2 separate regions of the Sus scrofa genome follow, and region 1 is linked to region 2. The links are chromatin contacts, called in public HiChIP or PLAC-seq maps. All regions are on one chromosome and are shown on one strand. The core of a region is the stretch at or near the end of the contact, and the rest is flanking DNA. Distances in the headings are between cores, read along the strand shown. Region 1 has its middle 55 kb from the start of HOPX. Region 2 holds the start of HOPX (HOP homeobox).

What was found. HiChIP or PLAC-seq counts read pairs in DNA pulled down with a chosen protein or histone mark.
Region 1: an H3K27ac HiChIP or PLAC-seq map of skeletal muscle shows a contact between it and region 2, with 6 times the contacts expected there. The contact joins the enhancer-like site here to the promoter of HOPX in region 2. A contact is called at or near these places in 7 of 47 Hi-C or Micro-C datasets (embryonic fibroblasts, heart right ventricle, liver and 3 more) and 1 of 2 datasets of contacts at active chromatin or transcription factors (skeletal muscle).

Annotation. Positions count from the first base shown.
Region 1 is chr8:55,920,642-55,925,585 of Sscrofa11.1, forward strand. No RefSeq gene overlaps it. Among named protein-coding and RNA genes, the nearest start is that of HOPX, 55 kb to the left of the region's middle. Within about 2 kb of position 3,025, at least 6 of the 83 cell types and tissues checked have an H3K27ac peak or open chromatin away from gene starts, as enhancers often do. A contact at or near this core is called in skeletal muscle, where this site is marked.
Region 2 is chr8:55,865,044-55,870,315 of Sscrofa11.1, forward strand. It overlaps HOPX (HOP homeobox), which reads right to left and starts at 2,645. Exons shown (of 3, transcript NM_213792.2): 1 at 2,463-2,645; 2 at 2,208-2,364. The coding sequence starts at 2,351.

The sequences.
Region 1 (4,944 bases), core at 1,775-4,274, 56 kb after region 2:
TCTTTCCCTGTAAATCTTCGTCTGAACTCAGGACCCTCTTTCTAGACACCCTCTGGCACGTGGTGTATGAGCTGCCAAAAACCAATGACACACTGTGGCTAAGTGGGCTACCCTTTTCTGCTCCCATCATCCCCCACGGTACCAAAATTCAAAGACCATCTGAAAAAGGTCTTGAGAAACATCTCCAAATAATTACAAAGGAATGGAATTTCTCCCTTCTTTTATTTCCCATATCATTCATTTGATCATCTTTTTTTTTTCCCCCTGTCTTTGTGCCCCTTCTTGGGCTGATCTTCTTGGGCACATGGAGGTTCCCAGGCTAGGGGTCAAATTGGAGCTGTAGCCACCAGTCTATACCAGAGCCACAGCAATGCAGGATCCAAGCCTTGTCTGCAAACTACACCACAGCTCACAACAATGCCAGATCCTTAACCCACTGAACAAGGCCAGGGATTGAACCCACAACCTCATGTTTCCTAGTCGGATTCGTTAACCACTGAGCCACAACGGGAACTCCTCGTTTGATCATATTTATGGCATTTTTCTCATACTGACATATCTGTTTGTCACCTATTTATTAGAAAGTACATGCTCTGAGAAATTTTTTCTGCTAAACTTCAAATACCCAAGTGCCCAGAGAGCCTTAAACGTTAAAGGTTAAAATTCAGTAAATAGTGGTTGAATTGAATAAAGTTTCCAGGGCTGATATCTCTCCTGTCCTAATTTATTATCCAGTTTATCATTTTACACCTTTCACTGAAATAAAACACATTCCTTTCAGGAGGGAGGGTGTGAGGAAAAGCACAGTAGAGGCCCTTGACCCAGGTCACGTACATTCCATGGCTTGAATTTCATCAAACTCCATGGGCAGGTAGTCTCTGGGTGTTCCCTAGTGGGCAACACCCTTCCAGCCTAACTTCATGCATTTCCAACCCGTCACCCATCATTGTCAGAGGGAGAATGGCACAAGACACGTCAAACAGGAACAGCATCTATATCAGTAGAGGGCTAGAGGCATCCATTCAACACCTACTATGACTGGCACACTTCAGTGCTGGAGACGGAGGGCTGATGGGGGGTACACAGTGTCGGAACCCCCAAGTATACTTCTGGTGAGAGTAGCTGCTGTAGTGATAGCTTCCTGTGCCAGGCCCTGGACTTGGCTTGTCTCACTCAGTCCTCACAGCAACCCCTGGCATCATCCTCATTTGTAGGTGGGAAAACGGAGGCTTAAAGAGGTGAAGTACTCTGCCCTGGCTTAGCGGGTAGTGGGGCTAAGAAGTAAACCTCGGGTTTATGACTTGGCTCCATTCTTAGAAGCACTCACTCACTCAGCATGATTTTGTTCTGCTCAAAATAGATTCCTCTTCTCTTTATTCTTCGAGTCTTGCAGTGTGGCTTTGGGTGAAGGAATGTATAACATAAACATTCCTGCCTTTCTCCGCATCTGGAGATTCCACATGTTCCTGGAGCGTTAGCCCTCTGAATTTCTCTGGCACTCCTTTGCCTGCAGCGCCCAGACTGGAGGAGTCTGAGGGCGAGGCAGTGTCTGCTCACATATATCTTAAGTTAACCCTCCCACCTTTCTCTGCCCTGAGACTCTTGCTTTTGCTATTGTATGGGTTTTTGCAGATCTCCTCAAATCCTTTGTGGAACAGGTATTGCAAAAGTAAATAAAAGATGCCTTGTGCCTACTGGCTGCTGAATGTGTCACGTGAACATGGACTCGGCTGCCTGACGTGTGAGGGCCTTTGGAGAACACCTCATCCAGCTTTTGTTTTGTGCCACAGAGATGCTTTGGAGGCTGTTGGGCTCCTCACCCCCACTGCTTCTGGAACCCATCACTGTAATGTCTTTTGCATATAGAGCACCTGGAACATGGCCTCTAAAAAATGGATTCTCTGACAAATAAGAGTTTGTTTTGTTTATTGGAATGCTTGTGCATCGCCGATGGGAATGTAAAACAGTACAGTCCACTGTGGGAAACGGCTTGATGGTTCCTCAAGAAATTAAACAGAATTATCTTATGATCCAGAAATTCCACTTCGGGGTATGTGGCCAAAAGAAGAGAAAGCAGGGACTCAAATACTTCAACACCCACGTTCACAGCAGCATTAGTCACAAGAGCCAAAAGGTGGAGCAACCCAATCGATGAATAAATGATTAAACAAAATATGGTGTATACATACAGGGAAATATTGTTCAGACTTTCAAATAAAGAAAATTCAAACACAGGCTATCCCATAGATGAAATCTGAAGACATTGTGCTGAGTGAAATAAGTCAGTCAAAAAGAACAAATAGGAGTTTATGTTGTGGCTCTGTGGTAATGAACCCGACCAAGATCCATGCGGATGTGGGTTCAATCCCTGGCCTTGCTCAATGGGTTAAGGATCTGACATTGCTGTGAGCTGTGGTGTAGGTCACAGACCTGGCTTGGATCCTGCATTGCTGTGGCTATGGTGCAGGCCAGCAGCTGTAACTCCAATTCAACCCCTAGCCTGGGAACCTCCATATGCCATGGGTGCAGTCCTAAAAAGACAAAAAAAATAAAATAAAAAAAGGATATATGGAACATACAGTATAGGAAATATAGCCAGTATTTTGTAATAACTATAAATGGAGTATAATCTTTAAAAATTGTGAAGTCCCATCTTGTACACCTGAAACTTATATAGCATAAATCAAGTATATCTCAATTTAAAAAAAAAAAGTTAAATTTCTCATTTAATAGCAGAGGAACCTGAGTTTCAAGGTGAAGCAGCTTGTCCAAGGTCACCTGGCAAAGGGGACAACCTGGTGGGAAGAGGCCCCAGGGCTGCTGGCTGCCAGGTGGTGCCTCTCCCAGCTGTGACACCCTCCTCCTCCGGGGTGAGGGTCCAAGGAAGCCCACCCCATGAGACCCTGGAGATGGTCACCCACTGGAGGCTACGTGTTCCGTCTCCCTGTCCACAGCCCTGCCATCTTCTCTCCATTTTTCTCTCCCTTTTCTCCCAGAGCTGAGGGCCTCTGATAGTCACAGGGAGGTCCTCATTGGAAAAGCCCTGGACAAGCAAACATGGATGGAGTGGCTCCAGTGGAAAATGCATGCGTGTAGATGGGAATTTTCCTATTTTTCTTGGCTCGTAGCTGTTGGAATTTCTTCCAAGTGGACTTTCCAGCCCCAGGCTGGCTCCTAAGCAGGAGTTAGGTTTTTCTGTGTGAATCTCTCTGGGCCTGCTGTTGTCTCCTTTGGAGGGCCCAGCCGCCCTGCCCGCTGGGCTTGAGCGGCGCCCCATCACTGGAGAAGCAGGTCCTGGCAAGCCTGGAGGCATGGCCGTTCCACCCAAGAAAGGGCCCACCCTGGGGAACCGGTTGATTCACCCGCTGCAGGAACACCTGCTGCCTTAGGGAGCTCAGCGCACCAGGTGAGAGGCCTCGGAGACCCCGGTTGGGGCCACTCGTCCCCAGTGGACCATAAGACTTAGCCAAGGGCAGGAGCCACGAATAAGTGGAGAGTTTAAAGCCACTCTGATAGCTGAGGCACACTGTCCACAAAGAGAGCTGCTGGTGCCCTCGAGGGAACGATTCTTTCAGTCTTCGGTCCACAAATGTGGATGGAGCCCCTGTTGTGGACTGGACACTGTGCTAGGAGTGGGGATACGTGGGAGAGTGATAGTAAGTCTTCTGCCCACACGGAAGTGACAGGCTAGTGGAGGAAGCAAATTAGTAAGGAAACAATGAAATAAGCAAGAACATTATAGACAAAGACCACCAGAGAGGAGAGATGATGATGGTGAGGGTGGCAGAAGGGGCAGTTATGCGGCCACTTCAGGGGAGGTGGTTAGAGAAGGCCACACACTGAGACAGAGACTCTAAGCTGAAACCTGAAACGTAATAGGAAGTCAAATCAATGAAAAGCCAGGAAGCCAACATAGGCAAAGGCTGAAGACAGAAAGGGAGTGGCATGTGTGGGGACTAGAAGGGTCCCTGAGTGGTTGCAGGAGATGGAAGAGGCCAGGATGCTTGGAGCCTTGTTGGCTTTTAGTCTAAAGGAAATAAGGAAGCGTTGGAAGGTTTAAACATAGATGGAAACATCTTCTTGGCCGAGACCTCCCTAATGCTGACCATTTAACTCTCCAAATTCCTGGGCCCCAGTCTTAAATAAGCCCTTCTCATGCTAGAGCGTAGAAATTAGGCAGTCAGAAATTCTAGAGTCCATGAGATTCCTAAAAGGCCTGGGCCACGTTGCATCAACTTTCCTAAGTGCCCCTCGCTTTGTCTGCTGTTAAGGTTGGAATTCAGCCTTAAACCCCCTCCTGTCTGAGGCCTGACAGCACAGAAGAGAAGCACAGAGTCTGTCACTGACGTCACTACATCTGGAATAAAGATCAAGCCAGCTGCTCATCAAATTCAACACTTATATTTCCTTCCCTGCCTCCCCTCACTTAACTAAAGTTAAGCAACAGACATTGAACTGGTGAATGACACATTCTCCAAAAATCTATCCAGATATATTGTCATTATTTGCCAAAGCTGCAATTAACCCTGATTAAGGCTAGCCACTGCCCCACCCCCACCCACAGAGGAAAACCCAACCCACTCCCCACCTGTAACCCAGAAAAATAGAAACTGCTTCATGAGCACAGGTGATCCCAGAGCCCTCTTACAGCATTTGTGTCTTGCTCCCTGTAACACTGGCCTGGCCCCCAGGGTATGGAGAACAAGTTGACATCTGCAGGAAATGTAGGGAAGGGATCTGTCTTGGTTGGAAAGGTGGGATTCTGGCCTGTTTTCCTTCCTACTGAAGGGTCGTCTTTCTCTGGTCATTTCAAGGATTTCTGGCTCCTACTTGACTTCTTTTCTTTCATTTATCCCATGAATATTTATGGAGCAGTTAATATATGTCATGGAAACATGTCTTGTATGAGTCTCTTTCTGGAATGATACAGTAGATGATGGAGCA
Region 2 (5,272 bases), core at 1,395-3,894:
CAATGCAAACTTGAGGGGCAGGTGGAGCTGGGCCACCTCAGGGAGGAAGAAGGTGTGGGCCTCACCGCAGGAAAGGATGTGAAGAGCCCTCCTATGAGGCCGACTCACCCCAAAACACCCACTCTGGGGCTGAGTCTACCATTTACTCTGTGAGGTTGGTTGGGGAGGTAGGAGCGGGATGCCCAGGGGCAGAGGAACCTGCAATGCAGGGGTCAGAACTGGCCGACTTCACAGGTCCTCTCTCCCTGCCCTGAACCTGACCTCAGTTCAGTTCTCTCATATAAAGTGAATCTCAAGGAGAGATGGACGATAGCCTGGAATGAAGGTGTTTTGGTTTGTTTGTTTTTTCCGGAAGAAATAGAACATAAATTGAATTCTTAGCCTTTCCCTCCCACCCACCCAGTTGTTTCCATTTCTTTTCCTGTGGGGACAAAATGCCATGGTGGTTAAGCCTCTGGGCCAGGGAGCCAGGCTGTCAGGTTCAATTCCCAGCTCGGCTACTTCACAGTTGTGATCTCAGGCAAGATATTCTGTACCTCAGTTTGCTTGTCTGTACAATGGGGCAATAATACCTACCTCACAGCACTGTTGTGGGAAAGAAATGATTTAATACTTGGAGACCACCTGGAACAACAGGTGGCAAGTATCATCTGTTAGAAAGGTCAACAGAATTATTCTGATTTACAGCTAAGAGAATGACAGTAATGTTCCAAGGGAGAACCAGGGCTGCCACTGAACCCACAGCAAATCTACAGCCTTCTTTTTAGAAAGTGGAGTTTACGGTCTCTGTAGTGACGCTTATAAGTTTAGTGTGTAATTTTAAATGACAAAAGCACAACAGGCTGCCTCCTGGGTGGGGGACGAGGGGTTCCAGAAACAGAAGCTGTTAGACTTGGGTTACAGTAAATCACCTTCCATGAGGTTCTGGTTCTGGTTAGCCAGGCAGCTTGTTCCTTTGCTAAAAAACAGATATGCTTGACTTTCTATTTGACCCAGGAATGGGAAGATTTTCTATGGGCAAGTTCTCCAAAGGTTTAATTAGTAAAAATCATTTTAGACTTGGGATCCAAAATAGATCTTTGGGTCTTGGCTCCAGCATCCACTGGAGCTACAAGCTCTGAACCCTCAACTAAGGGTGAATCTCCGCGAGGAGAGGGCAGGATGACCAATGTTCTTGTCTATAGAATAGGAACAATAAGAACTTCTCTGCTTTGGATCCAGAGGTGTGAAGGGCTTTGGACTCTCTGGGGAGGGGGGCTAGGGGAGTTCCAAGTAGTGTTATCGTACATAACTAGTTGTTTTTCCATGACCAAAGGGGACACAGAAGTCAGAGTTTAGACAGGTTGGAAAAAAAAAAAAAGTCCGTTTCAGGAGCCACTACTGCACCTGCTGTTTAAAAATTATGGGGAGTGTCGTCTGCTCTAAACAATTTTCAGGGTAATATAGGAGCTTAAAAAATAGATAAATCTATGCACATACAGTGACATTTGCTTCCACTTCCTTCAGCTGTCATATCAGATGTCTACCTCCTCAGAAAACTTCAGGAAAAGACCCTACACCTTCAAGCTATGGAATCTTTAAAAATCGGAACCCAGTCTTCCCTGGCCCCGTGCAGTTTTAGCTCTGCAGCTAAGCGGAGGCCACAGCGTGACTGTCATGGACAGAGCATGCCTAACGCCCGGCGCCATCCCAGCCTCTCTCCCTCTGAACCTTGCGTTCCGGGTTTACCAAACGCGAGGACCGAATTTAGAGCTGATCGCTAATCCCTTCCAGTTCCGACGTTCCCGCCTTGAGAAGAGGTTTGAGGGCGCAGGGATCCGGGGCGCAGGCGGCACCTCTCCTGAGGTTTCACCCACAGCCCAGAGGAGAAACCAACCCGGGAGAGCAAGCCAGACATCCGCACGGGGACCGAGCTCCCGACCCGGAGGGAGGAGACGCATTTATCCGGGCGGAAGCGGGGAGGCAAAGAGCCAGGAGGAGGGAGGATGGGCCTGAGGTCTCCGAGCGGCCTCCGTGGCATTGCCGTGCCGGGTGCAGGGGAGACCCGCGCCCGAGGACGGGGAAGCCGGGATGCTGCGGGAGATGGATGCTGGACCTGGCTCCCGGGCGGGGCGTGGGGCGCGGGCAGGAGCGCTGGTGGACCCGGCAAGGGTCCCCACCTCTGGGACGTGGCCCGGGCGGGCGGGTCGCAACCCGCGGGGGCTCACCTGGGTCTCCTCCTCGGACAGGCCAGCCTCGGCCGCGATCAGGCAGAGCGTGGTGGGGTCCGGATGCCGGTTGACCTTGTTGAAGTTGTACTCCAGGATCTCCACCTGGTCCTCGGTGGGGCCGTTCGCGGGCTCAGCGGACATGGTCCCGGCGCGGCTGCGGAGCGGGAAGAAGCGGCCGTGAGTCGTGCCCTGCGCCTGGAGGTACCCCCTCCTGCCCCGAACTTTGATGATTTTCCCCGGGAGGCCCCAGACCCGAGGTGGGAGGAAGGTGACTCCGCGGCCTCCGGGCCGGAGGAATTGCGGCGGCGAGTCTGAAAAACCGCCTTCAAGGCTTCGTCCCTGGGGACGGTCCTCCAGACACGGGCCGGGTACCGCCAGCCCGCGCCAGGCCGCCTCCGAGATGGTTTGATCCTGGGCAGCCCTGGCCGGGAGGACACTCACCCACACCTCCTGCCAAGCAGTGGCCCCTCAAGGCGGGGACATGGGGGCGGCGCTCTTCGTGTCTCCCTCTTACAGAGCCGGTGACAGGTCCTCAGTGATTTACCCCTGCAGCTCCAGAGGCGGGAGCCTGAGGGCCGGCGTGAGTCACTCCGCAGGCCGCCACCTCCTCCTCCCTCCACCCCCTGTCTTTCTAAAGCCTGGATTCGGAGGCCTACGCCAGCTAGCTGCTGGCGGCCCAGCCTGGCCCGGCCATTGTCCCACCGGCGCAGCAGAGCCTGCTCACCCTGTGCCTCCCTAGGTGGGGACTTCCAGGATGGAGCCAACCCCCAGCCGAGGAGGACTGCCTTGTCAACCAGACGTCCCTTGTGGTTTGCGTTAACTGTAAAGTCAGGAGATTGGGTCCGTTTACCAGCTTTAGAGTCTCTAGTATGTCCTCACTTTAGAGCCAAGCATCCCGCTAGCAGATTTGGGAGAACATCACTCCTGGCTGCATCTCTCATGCTTAAGTAGCCTCTGAAATGCAGCCAAAAAAGGCAGATGTGCACCCCTCCCTCTCATTTGCAGGTGCGGCGGGAGGCAGGAAGTTAGAGCCTTGGAGTTCTTGGCTGAGGATTTGGTACAGCCAGGTCAGCACTTGCCTTCGCTGACAGGAAAAGACAGGCGCAAATGTGGGAATCACGCTGCCGTGTTGTTTTCAGAAACAATTGCCCAATCATCCAGTACAACCCTGATGTGGTTTGTGCCTGGGGATGAACCACACAACACTGGTCTGTTGGCATCACAGCGCTGATGCTCTTATAAGCTTTCCTCCTATGACCTGCGCCCTGTGCTCCCTAAATAAGTGTCTTTCCCTCTCCACTTGGTCACTGGCTCACCTTCAGGTCAGACCAGGAGCCATTCTACTGTGAGAGATTCTTGGGATCTAGCCAAGTGTCAGGTCATAGTGAAAGCTCCTTGTGTTTTTAGGGAATCCTATGCTCCCCCACTTAAAAGTCTGTCCCAGAGATTCCTGTCACAGTGTTGAGGCAGGATGGGGTCCAGCCAGGTGGTCAGTGCCTCCTCTCCTGGTGGCCCCAGTCTCCTCCTTTGACACAGAACTTCAGAGCTGGAAAGAACCTGAGTGAGTAACACCCTAAAATGGAAAACCTCAGCTTCAGTTTCAGTCCTATGCTCTTCTAGGCTCTCAGCAGCCCATTCTGTCTTTAGTTTAGCAGCAAACAGTCAGGAGGGCAACAGTCAAAATGCAGGTAGGGCTTGTTGCTGTCTGACTGACTGCCCTTGTGGGTTACCAGTTCCAGCCAAACCTGCCACCAGGACTACCCACCACTGCTCCTTGTGCCTGACAAAACACAGGAGAAGGGAGACTGTTGCCTCTGATTTTATGCCTTGCCCTGGAAAGTTTTGCCTAATTCCAGTGACACAGTTCTGCTGGCTCTTCCAGGAAAATTTTGCTGCTACTTTGTAGAATCCACAGTCCTTCAGAAATATTCACCAAATAAATGTACAGATTTCTAAACTGGACTATTTAAGGACTCTTCTACATGGCCTTCTCTCCCTCTTTGTTTTTTGAATTGCTATTATATAATTCAAGGGGGACTCATGTTCTTCCAGTTAGGCAGGTGCATTTTCTCTTACATTTCTGTGGTTTCCTGTTGAAGACTCTGGATGAGGTTTCATGGATAGGTTCCACTTGACTTTGAAGTACTCCTTGGGTTAGTTGGTGAAGGGCCATTGGCCATGGTTGGCTGTAAGGAGGTTTCTGGAAGGACCACTGGGAAGTACCAACTTCTTCTCCAAGATACTCCAGACGGACAAACCTAATTTCTAGAAATGAGGGCAGGAGACCTTACCACGATGGAGCGACCTGTTATTCTCCACAAACTGCCCTGTTATTTCAGCCCTCTTTGGTTGACAAGTGTTTGTGGCTCCATTTCTTCTCTCCCTCTTTTTTTCAAAGGAAACTTACAAATCAAATCATCCTAGTAACCTTGGCCTTAAAAACTTCTCAGGTCTTTCCAGTGAGGAAACTGGTGAAAAAAGTATGTTTGAAGGTAGTCTAAACAATGTCAGATGAAAAGAACAAAAATATGCTAAAGCTTCTTGAACTTTAATCTGAATACAAGTTCTGTGTGGCTGTGGTTATTAATATCTTATGAAACATTCAAAGAATGATTCATCCTGTGGTTGTGTTTCCTTTTGTGGTTGAGGAAAGATGGCGCATAAAACATTTCAAGAGGTTAAATGAAAACTGCTGGCTTCTTTCTAAATTCCAATGCCTGGGTTGACAGTCATGCCAACCTGACAGCTTTACTGTTTTCCCCTAATCCTACAGTCATTTAATTAATTAATTAATTTTTGCTTTTAAGGGCCACACCTGAGGCATATGGAAGTTCCTGGGGTAGGGGTTGAATCAGAGCTACAGCCACTGGCCTCCACCATAGCCACAGCAACGCTGGATCCTTAAGCCACTGAGTGAGGCCAGGGGTCAAACCCAAATCCTCATGGATGCTAGGTGGGTTTGTTACCGCTGTGCCACAGCAGGAACTCCTATAGTCATTTATCTTAAAAGTGTCTGCCCACATGAACCCGCTCGTGGAGAGTGCCACGAACTGGACCCTGCA